Regions from separate parts of the Mus musculus genome. Here all the other regions are linked to region 2. A link is a contact called in public ChIA-PET and HiChIP or PLAC-seq data. All regions are on one chromosome and are shown on one strand. The core of a region is the stretch at or near the end of the contact, and the rest is flanking DNA. Distances in the headings are between cores, read along the strand shown.

Region 1 (3,814 bases), core at 250-2,749, 650 kb before region 2:
AGAAGAGGCAGCTTGGGCTGACCCAGCATCTCTGCAAGATTTCCACCTGCTGGGCTGCCAGAGAGGTTTGTAGCCCGGCCCTGACTGCATCCTCCCCATCCCTGGGGCAACATTCCCTGGAGCTGTGCCAACAGGAGGACTGAAGCAGCCTGGTTTTAGAGTGTAGCTGTAAGGGCAGTGCCCGTGTGTACAGTCTGTGGAGTTTAGCTTAACGGGCAGGGCCCACATGTACAGTGTCTGTATATAAATGTGCTGTATCTGTTCATTTCTATGACTGCAGGGTTTTTTTATACAGTGTTTTTGGATTCATAATAAATTGATGGTTTTTTATGGACATGCTTTTCTGCCCCACCATGTTGATTTGTGACCAGTGTCCCCATTGTGTGTTAGGCTCTGTGCTAAACAGAAGCAATGGGGGGGGGGTGTGGGGGGGGGCAGGTATAATGCAGAGCTCCTTTTGCGGCTGAGGTGGGAAGGTTAAAAACTTGAGACTGCATGAGTAACTCAGACCTTGCCTCAAACTCAAAAATAAAAGGCTGGAAATGTACCCCAAGAAGTAGAGGGTTACCTAACGTGTGTCAGCCCTGAGTTCAGTCCTCAGGAGCACAAAACATAAGTAGCCAGGCATGGTGGCTCCTGCCTGTGACCCCAGCACTCAGAAGGTTGAAGCAATGTTGCCAAAATTCCAATGCCAGCCTGGGCTACAGTGTGAGACTTTGTCTCACCAAAACAAAACAAAAAAAGTAAATAAAAGACAAAATAAATAAATGGCTAGGATCAGTCTTACCAGGCTAAAGGAGTTTACTCCTGAGGGTTCTGCACAACTCCCTGCAAGAGTGGGCTATAGATTCCTCTCCGCACCCACTCTTTGTTCTTCCTGTCCAACTTCACCAGCCTCGAGCGCTGGGCTTTGGCACACCATGCAGGTACTCATGCTGTCTGGGTGAGTCAGGGAGCTGGATGCCAGCTGAAGCATGTGCGCTGCCCCACCAGCAGAGCCGCCTGGGAGGCTGGGAGGGAAAGTTCCCAGCAGCAAGTATGTTGGAACAGGGGGCCAGGGGTAGGCTTGTCCTTGGATAGGGCAGGTCGTGTAAGAGAGGACATCTGAAAGAGGATGGCAATTCCTGCTTTTGGGGGACAGACTGGAAAGAGGTTTCAATAACCTCCAGGAAAACCCTCCCAAAGCTGGGTAACCAAGGTTCTGATATGAATTGGGGGCGCGTTGAAGACCTGTGAGACTAAATTTGAGGTTTGTGGTCCAGCACACAAAAGCATACAAGAACCCAGAAGTTGAGGCTAGTGGTCTCGATGATGCAAGGGGTGCGCAGTGTGAGGAGGGGTCGGATCGGGGACAAATGCAGGGGCACTACTAAAACCACTAAACGCAATCTGAACAGCACGATCAGGACCCAGGCCCGCACATTACAGCAAACCACCCGGCCAGCACGCGGCGCTGGTTTGGCTGGGTCCCCAGTTCCGGTGAAGTTCGGGCGAGGGCGGGTTCCGGCGCGGTTCCACGGGGAAGGGCGGAGCTTCGCCTTCCGCAGCTCCGGGTCTGAGCTACTGGAACTCCGCGCTGGGCTAGGGAACCGGCTCCGGTGGGATGGAGGCGGGCGGCGTGGCAGACTCTTTCCTTTCTAGTGCCTGCGTGCTCTTCACCCTGGGCATGTTCTCCACTGGCCTGTGAGAGTGTGGATGGACTGGGCTGGGGCAGGAAGTCAAGAAATGAAAGCGGGCAAGAGACGTGGCTGCAATATCTTGCTGCTTTTGGAACCCAGAATAATAGTGGAATAGGATTGGATGATTTGAGGTCCAAGGCGAGGCTGCCTCTTGGCCTGAGGGGGGAGATCTGCTTGTCGTTCAGGATGATTGGTAAACACCGAGAAATCTTTTACCCACTCCTAACAATTTCCTTTGGATCCCTTCCAGCTCGGACCTCAGGCATATGCAGAGGACACGGAGCGTGGACAACATCCAGTTCCTGCCTTTTCTCACCACGGATGTCAAGTGAGAGTGTTGTTGGCTGTGATGGGAAAGGCTGAGGGAGGTGCAAGAGATCCCTGGAGACCTGCTGCAACCCCAGCAGCCCCTTGGACCTTAATCCTCCTTCCCTCACAGCAACCTGAGCTGGCTGAGTTACGGAGTCTTGAAGGGAGATGGGACCCTTATCATCGTCAATAGCGTGGGGGCCGTGCTTCAGACTCTTTATATCCTGGCATATCTGCACTACAGTCCTCAGAAGGTAGAGGCCCTCCCTTGCACTCACCTCCACCCCACACCTGGCCATGTTGGCAGAGCATATAGTTCTATTTCCTGGAAGATTAGTGGGATGGCATTAATTCCCTTTCCTAGAAGGCCCTTCTGGTTCTCCTGCCCATGAAGTCAACCCTTTAAAATGCACACAGAGCCACCCACCCTCCCCTTGTTCGAAATGCTGGTGGCTTACCCAACCCCGTGGTGTCAAGATATCCTGTGCTCCCCCAACAGGCTGGGGGAAGAGGGCTATACTGTCTGATAGTTCCTTTAGGGTTAGGACCAGGGCCAATGGCTAAGAATGGCCATTCGCTCTGCTTCCCCACTCAGTCACACTAACATTTATTGGTCTCTTATTGTACATGTATGTGAAGCTCACATGAAAAGGGGAGGGATCTAAAAATGGCTCTCCCCTTCCCTGGGGATCTCCAGTGTTGTGTGGCTGAGATTTCTCTCAAATAACTGAGTGGTGAGAGGCTGACGTGAAGGCCGGGATAAAAGTTGATTTCCCCATTAGAGCATGGCAGAAGACAGGAGGAGGCAATTCCAGCAGAGAGATGAGTGTTCTGGGTACAGATGCATGTAAGACGCCTCTCCCCTGCAGCATGGTGTGCTCCTGCAGACGGCAACCCTGCTGGCTGTCCTTCTCCTGGGTTATGGCTACTTTTGGCTTCTGGTGCCGGACCTTGAGGCCCGGCTTCAGCAGCTAGGCCTCTTCTGTAGCGTCTTTACCATCAGCATGTACCTCTCCCCACTGGCTGATTTGGTGAGTAGGGGTGGCCAAGAGGTAGGGGAGATGCGGAGAAGGGCTAGGCTCCCTGAGCCAGGGACTGGCTAATACTGGGGCGGGGGCGGGGCCCAGCTCTTGGAAGAAGTCAAGGTAGCAGAGGTGAGTGGGATGCAGGAAAAGGGCTGAATGAAAGACGCACCACAGGGATTGTGGTCTTTTTTCCGCGAGGAAATTCTCTGGCGAGGACTCAGGAATGGTTCTATGAACCTGAACCAGGCACATTTTTGCCGTAGGCCAAGATCGTTCAGACTAAATCAACCCAGCGCCTCTCCTTCTCCCTGACCATTGCCACGCTCTTTTGCTCCGCCTCTTGGTCTATTTACGGGTTTCGCCTCCGAGACCCATACATCACGGTAAGCAGACTCTAGATTGGGACGTTGGGTCTACAAAGCAGAGTCTGGTCTTTCTAGCAGCTTTTTGATTGCAGGTGCCCAACCTTCCAGGAATCCTCACCAGCTTAATCCGCCTCGGGCTTTTCTGCAAGTACCCTCCAGAGCAAGACAGGAAGTACCGCCTCCTGCAGACCTGACCCCAGGCACCCGAGTGCCAACTGGATACCAAACAGAGCTCCTGTTTCTGCTGGTCCTTGTGACCAGTTCCATGGATGCAATAGGTTGTGAGAAAAAGATGACTTTGAAACTAAAGGGACCAAAGATCTTTCCTTAGATCAGATAGGACCTGTGGGATGAAATCACATTTTTACAGGAGATCATCTTTTCTCATTTCGGAGGCTGAGGTGGTATTAGAATGTGCCTTAAAATAAACTGTTCC
Region 2 (3,622 bases), core at 58-2,557:
TCATTACGCTCTCGCTAAGGACAGGGATTAAGATTAAAGCCCTTCCTGCCTTTGCTTTCCGAGAGAGCCTTATAATGTGAGTGTCCTGAGGTACAGGGAGGCGCCGTCCGCCTGAACCAGGCCCCCCTGGCTTCACTTATTCATCTACAAGTCCTCCTCGGCTTCACCACTTCCTGTGAGCTGAGGTGAGGAAAGTCATGGCATTTGGGAGGGCGTCTGAATACAAAGACAGGAATAAAGGACACTTGTAAAGGCGTGCTGGAGAGGTCGTATTGCAGAGTGTGCTGATAATTACACAGCCAGACTCCAGATGACAGGTGAAGGGCCCCCAAGCCGAGGCGATAATCGAAATATGGCTGAGGGGAGTGGGGGAACTGGGTTAACCGAGGCGGCTGGAGAACCAGGAGCCTGGAAGCTGATGAAACAGATAAGGGTGGGAACTACTCTGGGTCCTGGCACCGAGACGCTCAGGATGTGAGAAGGCATCCCAGCGACACAAAGGCAGCTTGCTTCACCTGATGGATCGGTTTGGCCTGGCGGAGAAAATGGGCGGCCGCTTGCTGTCTTGACCCCTAGCCACCCGCCTACCCCAGGCAAGAACTGAATCACAGCTGGAAAGTCCATCCGCAAGAAGAGGAGGAGCTGACTTTTGTCTTGGAGGGGCGGGAAGGTGGGGGAGGGAGCTTGGAAAACACCCCCTCCGGCCCCCTCCACCCGCTGGTGGGGACAAAGGGGGAACGACCGAGCCGGCGCTAGCGGGCACGGCCGCAAGCAACCCCCGGAACTGGGGTGCGGAAAGGGGTGCCCAAGAGCGTCGTCCCTAGGAACCCGACACGCTCGCCCCTCTTTCCCGCTCGATCCCTTACCGGAGCAACTTTCTTCCGAGCGGCCCAAAACACTCGGTCCCGCCGAACCACTGGTAACCCAGCTCAGCTCTCCTAGATCCCCGCACAGAAGCTGCGCGGGTGCTGGAGACGCGGGTCACGTTGCGGTCCTCCAGCCCCCTCCTCACGCGCTCGCAGCCCCACCCACCCCGTCCGGCCGCTGCGCGCGGACTCGGGCGCCCCAGAGCGGGCGGGGGGACGCGGGACGCGGGGCGGAGGCCCAGAGGTCGGCAGGGCGCCCGGTCGCAGAGCCAGCCCACCTTGGTTGCCTGCTCCTTGCTCCGGTCGATCCGCGCGCGAGTGAGGGATTCGATCCGAGACATAATCCAGCGTGAGCCGCGGGAGGACGCGGCGGCCCCGGGTGTCCAGCAACGGCGGGGGAGGGGTCCGGCCGCACGCGTCGGCCTCGGGGACAGGAAGTCTGAGTCCCCTCGCCCCTGCACCCAGCACCAGTTCCTCAAACCCTAGTCTCCTCCCCCACCCGAGCTCAGGAAGGGGAGAGGCGGAGCGGAGGCAGGGCGGGGTACCCGCGCACCGGACGGGACGCCGGGGTTAGTATCGCTGCAGTCTGCTGGACAGGGGTCCTTGGGACAGGTTCGAGGATCCCTTTTCCCTTTAGCGCTTAGGAACACTCTCTGACCTCAGCGACCTCCCTTAGCTCGGCTGTCCTTGAAAAACACCGGCGCCCATTCCGGGTAACTTCACTCTTTAAAGACCCTAAGGGGATTCTATCACCTTATCGGTAACTGGGAGACCTAGCCATAAGGGCTCACTCATCAAACAGGCTTGAGTACACAGACCGCTTTTACAATGTTGGACTGGTATGACAAGAGGGAGGGGGCAATGAAAGGGGAACTAGAAGCTTCATCGTTAACAGGCTTCACTCCCCCAAAAGAGTGAAGAAGGGGACTCCTTTCCAAAAGCTAGGAGTCCACAAGAGAGGGTTTTCCCCTCACCCCCCCCCACCCCCCGCCCAGCTTCTCACCCCTCTGGGCCTTGTGGACCACACTCTGACCATCCTTCTCAGCCCCACCTCTGCCAATTACTTTGGCAGTGAAGGTGAGAAGGCTCCACCTTTCCTGAGGCTAGCTGAGGAAATCCTTCCTTGTGTCCTGACACCAGTTTTCTCTGCCACAGGAGACTATAGAAACAACTTGGCCCTGTCTGGAAACGTTTGAGCTTGCTGAGGAGTGTGGGTGGGTTTTCATTTCTCTGGACCCTTTGAGTCAACCTGAGTTTCCTGCCACTGGGGAAATTCTCCAGTCTGCTCCGTTTCCACCTATCAAGGTCTCCGATTTCTCTGTAAAAACCTGAGCACCCTGGGGCAAAGTTTTGTAAAAATTTAGGGTACTACCTAATCTAGTCCCAAAAGTGTGTGGTAATGAGGGAGGGAGATGGCTAGGCGTGGTGTTGCACAGAGGCAGGGAGATTTCTGAGTTCAAGGCCAGCCTGGTCTACAGAGTGAGTTCCAGGACAGCCAGGGCTACACAGAGAAACCCTGTCTCAAAACACCGAAAAAAAAAAGAAAGAAAGAAAAAAGAAAGAGGGAGGGAGATGAGGCCCAGCCACTGTCACCAGCTTCTGCTCTGTTCTTCTCGGTAGCGGGGCAGGGAGGGTGGTGTTAGGGCTGCAGGTTTCCAGCCCAGCCCTGCACTCCTAGAGTGCCAATTTTAGCCTCAGTCTCTAATTTGGGCTCGGCTGCCTCATCCACCCGCTGTGCTGGTTGGGCTCCTCAGCTCCTCACCCCGGCTCTGCTCCCCTCCCACTCTGCTCCTCTGACCTATCTCCTGCCTAGGAACTCCCTCACCTTTTGTGCCCATTCTCCTGTTCAGGGTCCTTATATAGTAAAGGCCAGGGAAAAAGAAACAATGTCCAGTTCAGGCTGGCCAGATGAGGCAGAAAGGACTTTCCCAGACCAATTCTGTTTTCTCTGAAGGAATCCTAGGAAGGCCTCAGGACCTGCCATGTTCCTATTGGCTCTGAGCCTCCAGACTTGCCCCGCTTGAGTGACCAGCCAAAGCTGAGAAATGTACTAACAATCAGCTAGAGGTCAGAATGAGCTGCCTGGTTTGGGGGGGGGGGGGGCAGAGACCTCAATTTTCTCTAAGGCCTGAACTAGAAATTGTTATAAGCCAAACTCTTGAGTAACTAGTAAATCTAGGTTTCCCCCAGACTCTTTTGAGGGTCTGGTCAGTACGTAAAGCCCATGTGGAAGGTCTATGGAAGAAGAGGGTGACCTCCTCCTCTAGCCTTTTACTGTGTTTCCCCAGCCTCAGCTCGCTGTCTGCTCCACCTGCTCACCTCTCCCTTGTCTGCCCTGCAAAACCAAACCTTTAAAACTGTATTGAGTGCTCTATGTCTTCAGCTTGACTCCATTTCTGTTCTCTGGAGCCTCTGGAACAATGAACATTCTCCTTTCTTCTGGGGGTCTTCCCTTTCCCCAAACCCCTTCATTCTAGCCCCCACCCCCGTAATCCTACCAGTGACATCTTTGAGAAATTGTTTTTAATATATAAAAAAAATTTAAAAACCTCTGCCAGTATCTAAAAGTAGCCAGTACTTTCTTTGGCTCATTCAACTTGAAAAGGGGGGGTGGGGGGAGGTACCATTGCCATAGACAACTAGAGGGGAAGGGTCTGGTTTCCAAAGGGCCATCGGAGGAACCAAGAGTGTTCCTAGCTGTCTAGATCCAGGCACACAACAGTCCACAAATCAGCCTTCTTCTCATTAACTTGAGC
Region 3 (3,522 bases), core at 461-2,960, 630 kb before region 2:
TTCAGCATATAAGAAACACATGGGACAGAGTGGAAGAGACAGAAGCTCTGGGCATTGCTGGGCGGAAGCTCTGGAAACCTCCAACAGGGCCGTGAAGACAGCAACAATGGCGGGCTTCGGGGTTTCTGGGTGAGTCTTTCACGGGGCCACAACTGCTTGCTTTTCCCAGCATGTGGCTTTCCAAGTGGCTCGGTCCTGATGCCGACTTTGTTTTATGAGCCCTATTCTCCATCAGATCTCTATATGAACCATCTAACAAGAATTATCACACACAAAAACTGATCTATCAGGGCTGGAGATGTGCCTCCATTGGGAGAGAGATTGCCTAGCATGTTCAAGGACCTGGGCTTAATCGCCAGCACCTCATAAACTACATGAGGTAGTGCTAATCTCAGGACCTGGGAAGTGGAGGCAGGAAGATCAGCAAGTCAAGGGTTTAGTCATTCACAGCCACACAGGAAGTTCAAGGCCAGTGTGGGCTACAGAAGGGAGGAGAAGAAAGGAAGAGAGAAACAAGCGGATGCAGAGAAAGAGAGTGAGCTCTAGCGGTTATTCTCTATTCTCCTTCTGTCAGGGGTCCTGCTATTGGTAACATCCCAGTGAACACAGACTTCACAATCTCCTCCAGCAGCAGTCAATAGTGCGGGCTCAGTTCCACATCAGAATCCCTCAGTGGGCTTGGTTTTGCTTTCTTCTCTCACAGGGACAAAGAACACCTTCTCCTGGATGCCTATCAGACATCAGCCCAGGCTTGACTGTTCACTTGAAACCTGTCCTGAGAGCAGACCAGGTTGGCCTTTTTCTTTCTTTTCCTCTCCCTCCCCTCCCCTCCCCTCCCCCCTTTTTGTGCTTCTCTTCCAGCTCCAATAAAATGCTTAATCTGAAAGCATCTTCTGTCTTCAAGATTGTGTTAAGCAAATGTATTTCTCCTTTATCATCTAAGCACAGGGAAATTCGGCATCATGTTTGGGAGAGGTTTAAAAAAAAAAGAGTCCAGTTAACTATTGAGTTTCACTTACTCTCAGGGAAGATTTTTGCTTGGAAGCCTTTACCAAAGACCAGATTCTCCAGATTATTGAAGGCCTGGGTGATGTAATTAAGGAGAAACTCACGCAACAAGATAGGAAGTAGAGGGACTGCAAAGCCCTTGCCACCCACTCCCGCCCATGTTCTGTTCATACACCCCCGCCTCCCCTTCCAGCGCGAGGAAGATACAGTCAGGGAGAAGACGAAAAGGCCGGAGCCCAGCAGGCCCCCCTGAATGGTGAGCCACTCGGTGGAGGCCAGCTGGCGGCTGTAGATCTGCATGCCAGCGAAGAGCAGCAGGGACAGGAGGGAGGACAGCGCCAAGGAGGTCCCGGTACCGACTACTATAAATGAGAAAAAGAGTCAGGCTAAGATTCAGGCAGATTCACTCCGGAGCTTGGCTCACCAACCACTTCCAAGTGACCCAGCCCCCACCCCACAGCGACCTCCAGGAACCACCCGGCCCTGCACACCCAAGTTCCCGCCTGTCCGGAGGAAATGCTAGTTCCCAGGACACGTCAGCTTTACCGAGGCTACGGAGAAAAGAGGACCACCCCAACGCCCACTCCCGCTAGAGCAGCCCGGGCATCCCGCCGGTGCGGTTACCCATCACGCCCCGTCCGTGGTCCAATCCGTGTCCCTGGAGAAAGAGGGGAGCCAAAGCCGGCGCGGTTGTCTGTACGCAGGCGTCGGGGCCAACGTGGACTTGCTTTACTTCTTCCTCTACGCGCCTTGGGTGCAGCGCCCTCTTGTGGCAAGGAGGAAATAATGCTTCTAAGAGCATTCTAGGCCACCGCCCTGCTTGGTCTCCAGCCTTCTGTAGCCAAGGCATCTGCTGTCTCTCTGGACAAGCTGCACTCATCTTTCAGTCATGATCCCATGGCCTAGAGTCACCTGTGCCTTCATTGCTATTCATGTCATCTCCCGTACAACTTCCTCAGACCTCCCTGACCCACTATAATTGCCTCAACAACTCCCGAAGATATGTGCCACCCAAGATGTAGCACCGTCCACCTGGAGTTGTTCTTCTGAAACGAGCTTCGTGCTTTATGTGAGTAGTATGACCAGGAATCGATGCAAGCTTCTAATAGGAGGAATGGTTCCTACCTCAAATACCCTCCATGTTACCCACCCCCTAGACCGCCTTTGGAGAACCACGTGGGAAGAACTATTTCCCACCCCCTACCTCGACGGACGCAGTTCGAAGCTAGTCCCTGGAGCATGCGCAGTGACATCTCACCCTCCCCACCCCTCCCTTCACCCCACCCGGCTCCTGCATTAAGCCCCGGGTTCGCAGCAGCAGCCAGGATCGGGCACCCGGGGGCGGGCGGGCACAGTAGGGCCATGGCTGAGGGTGAGGATATGCAGACCTTCACTTCCATCATGGATGCACTAGTCCGCATCAGTGTGAGTTAAGGTGGGGTCAAGGGGAAGGGAGGGGATGTAAAGGGTCGGGGCAAGCCAGACCCTTGAACAGGTGGGGGTCCAGGAAGAATATGGATTATAGAGAAGGGATTAGTTAAGACAGAAATGACTGGGAGGGCGGAGACGCAAGTGTGGAGGGATCCTGGGGACAGCCGAGTGGTGAGACTCCCGTTTGCTGGGGTGTAGGCAGCGAGAAGCTGCCCGGACCCAGCGGGTAGGCTTGGGGTAGCTGCCAGGCGTGCACCAGGGCTATGAGAAGGGGCATGTGTGAGCTTGGATGTTTTCCAAGAAACTGAGGACAGGTGTGGCGGGGGGTGGGGTGGGGTGATGAAAAAACCGCTCCTGGGTGCAGTTCCCAATTTGGACCCCTCCCGACCACCCCCCCTACCGCCCCCAACCCCCCCCCCCGCTAGCTGCCGTGCAGCCTCCCGTTGCCATGGTAACCCGTGCCCGTCTCTCCCAGAGGCGGTGCCAACCCTGCTCCCCCCCACCACTTCCTTCCCCCTCCCTCCCTCTCCCTCCCTCCTTTGTGTCAGCTGCGCCCCTGACCGGGATGGCTGCGAAGAGAGGGACCAAGGTGAGGTGTGGGGGTGGGGAATAGCCAGAAGACCCCTCACCAAAAGGGGGAGGGATACTTCCGGTGGGGAGGGGGCAGGTAGGCGGGGCGCTCCTTCCTCCCCCACCCTAGATTGAGCAAAGGGTTGAAACAGGCCGAATTTCTCCACCAGACTGGGTCTGATAGCTCTAGTATAGAAGGCAAAGAGAGATGGGTTGATTTGGGGAGACTGGAAGAAATAGAATTGAAGAATGGAGGATGGGTGCTGGGGCGCCGGCCAGTGCCCAGCCGGTTCAGAGAGCTAGCGCACCCTGGCCGCGGGGAGCAGTCATGCGTCTAAGGGTTGCTAGAGAAAGGGGCGGGGGACAACACCCAGCTGTAGAATGGGTGGTGCCCTTGAAATAAATGCTATTAATCCAGAGATGGAGGGATGGAGACAGGTGAGGCGGGAGGACTGCCTGCCAGCACTGCTGCAGCGGGAGTGATGGGGGTGGGGCGCGATGGTGGGGGAGGCC

Evidence for each region. ChIA-PET counts read pairs in DNA pulled down with a chosen protein or histone mark. HiChIP or PLAC-seq counts read pairs in DNA pulled down with a chosen protein or histone mark.
Region 1: an H3K27ac HiChIP or PLAC-seq map of double positive thymocytes shows a contact between it and region 2, with 4 times the contacts expected there. The contact joins the promoter of Slc50a1 here to the promoter of Arhgef2 in region 2. A contact is called at or near these places in 3 of 39 promoter capture datasets (cranial neural crest, frontonasal cranial neural crest and liver), 1 of 484 Hi-C or Micro-C datasets (nephron progenitors), 4 of 115 datasets of contacts at active chromatin or transcription factors (double positive thymocytes, kidney, microglia and 1 more) and 1 of 9 other capture datasets (pancreatic islet).
Region 3: an RNA polymerase II ChIA-PET map of memory CD8 T cells shows a contact between it and region 2, with 17 read pairs. The contact joins the promoter of Krtcap2 here to the promoter of Arhgef2 in region 2. A contact is called at or near these places in 5 of 39 promoter capture datasets (the C10 cell line, cranial neural crest, liver and 1 more) and 5 of 115 datasets of contacts at active chromatin or transcription factors (embryonic forebrain, embryonic hindbrain, memory CD8 T cells and 2 more).

What each region holds. Positions count from the first base shown.
Region 1 is chr3:89,268,255-89,272,068 of GRCm38.p6, reverse strand. Slc50a1 (solute carrier family 50 (sugar transporter), member 1) reads left to right here and starts at 1,499. Exons shown (of 6, transcript NM_009057.3): 1 at 1,499-1,683; 2 at 1,930-2,007; 3 at 2,119-2,242; 4 at 2,858-3,019; 5 at 3,277-3,396; 6 at 3,471-3,814. The coding sequence starts at 1,604. The coding sequence ends at 3,572. It overlaps Efna1 (ephrin A1), which reads left to right. Exons shown (of 5, transcript NM_010107.4): 5 at 1-339.
Region 2 is chr3:88,618,844-88,622,465 of GRCm38.p6, reverse strand. It overlaps Arhgef2 (rho/rac guanine nucleotide exchange factor (GEF) 2), which reads right to left and starts at 1,307. Exons shown (of 22, transcript NM_008487.4): 1 at 1,145-1,307. The coding sequence starts at 1,207. It overlaps Gm20652 (a long non-coding RNA gene), which reads left to right and starts at 1,361. Exons shown (of 2, transcript XR_375820.2): 1 at 1,361-1,435.
Region 3 is chr3:89,244,626-89,248,147 of GRCm38.p6, reverse strand. It overlaps Krtcap2 (keratinocyte associated protein 2), which reads right to left and starts at 1,710. Exons shown (of 5, transcript NM_025327.3): 1 at 1,633-1,710; 2 at 1,216-1,370; 3 at 1,020-1,083. The coding sequence starts at 1,636. It overlaps Trim46 (tripartite motif-containing 46), which reads left to right and starts at 2,251. Exons shown (of 10, transcript NM_183037.2): 1 at 2,251-2,433. The coding sequence starts at 2,371.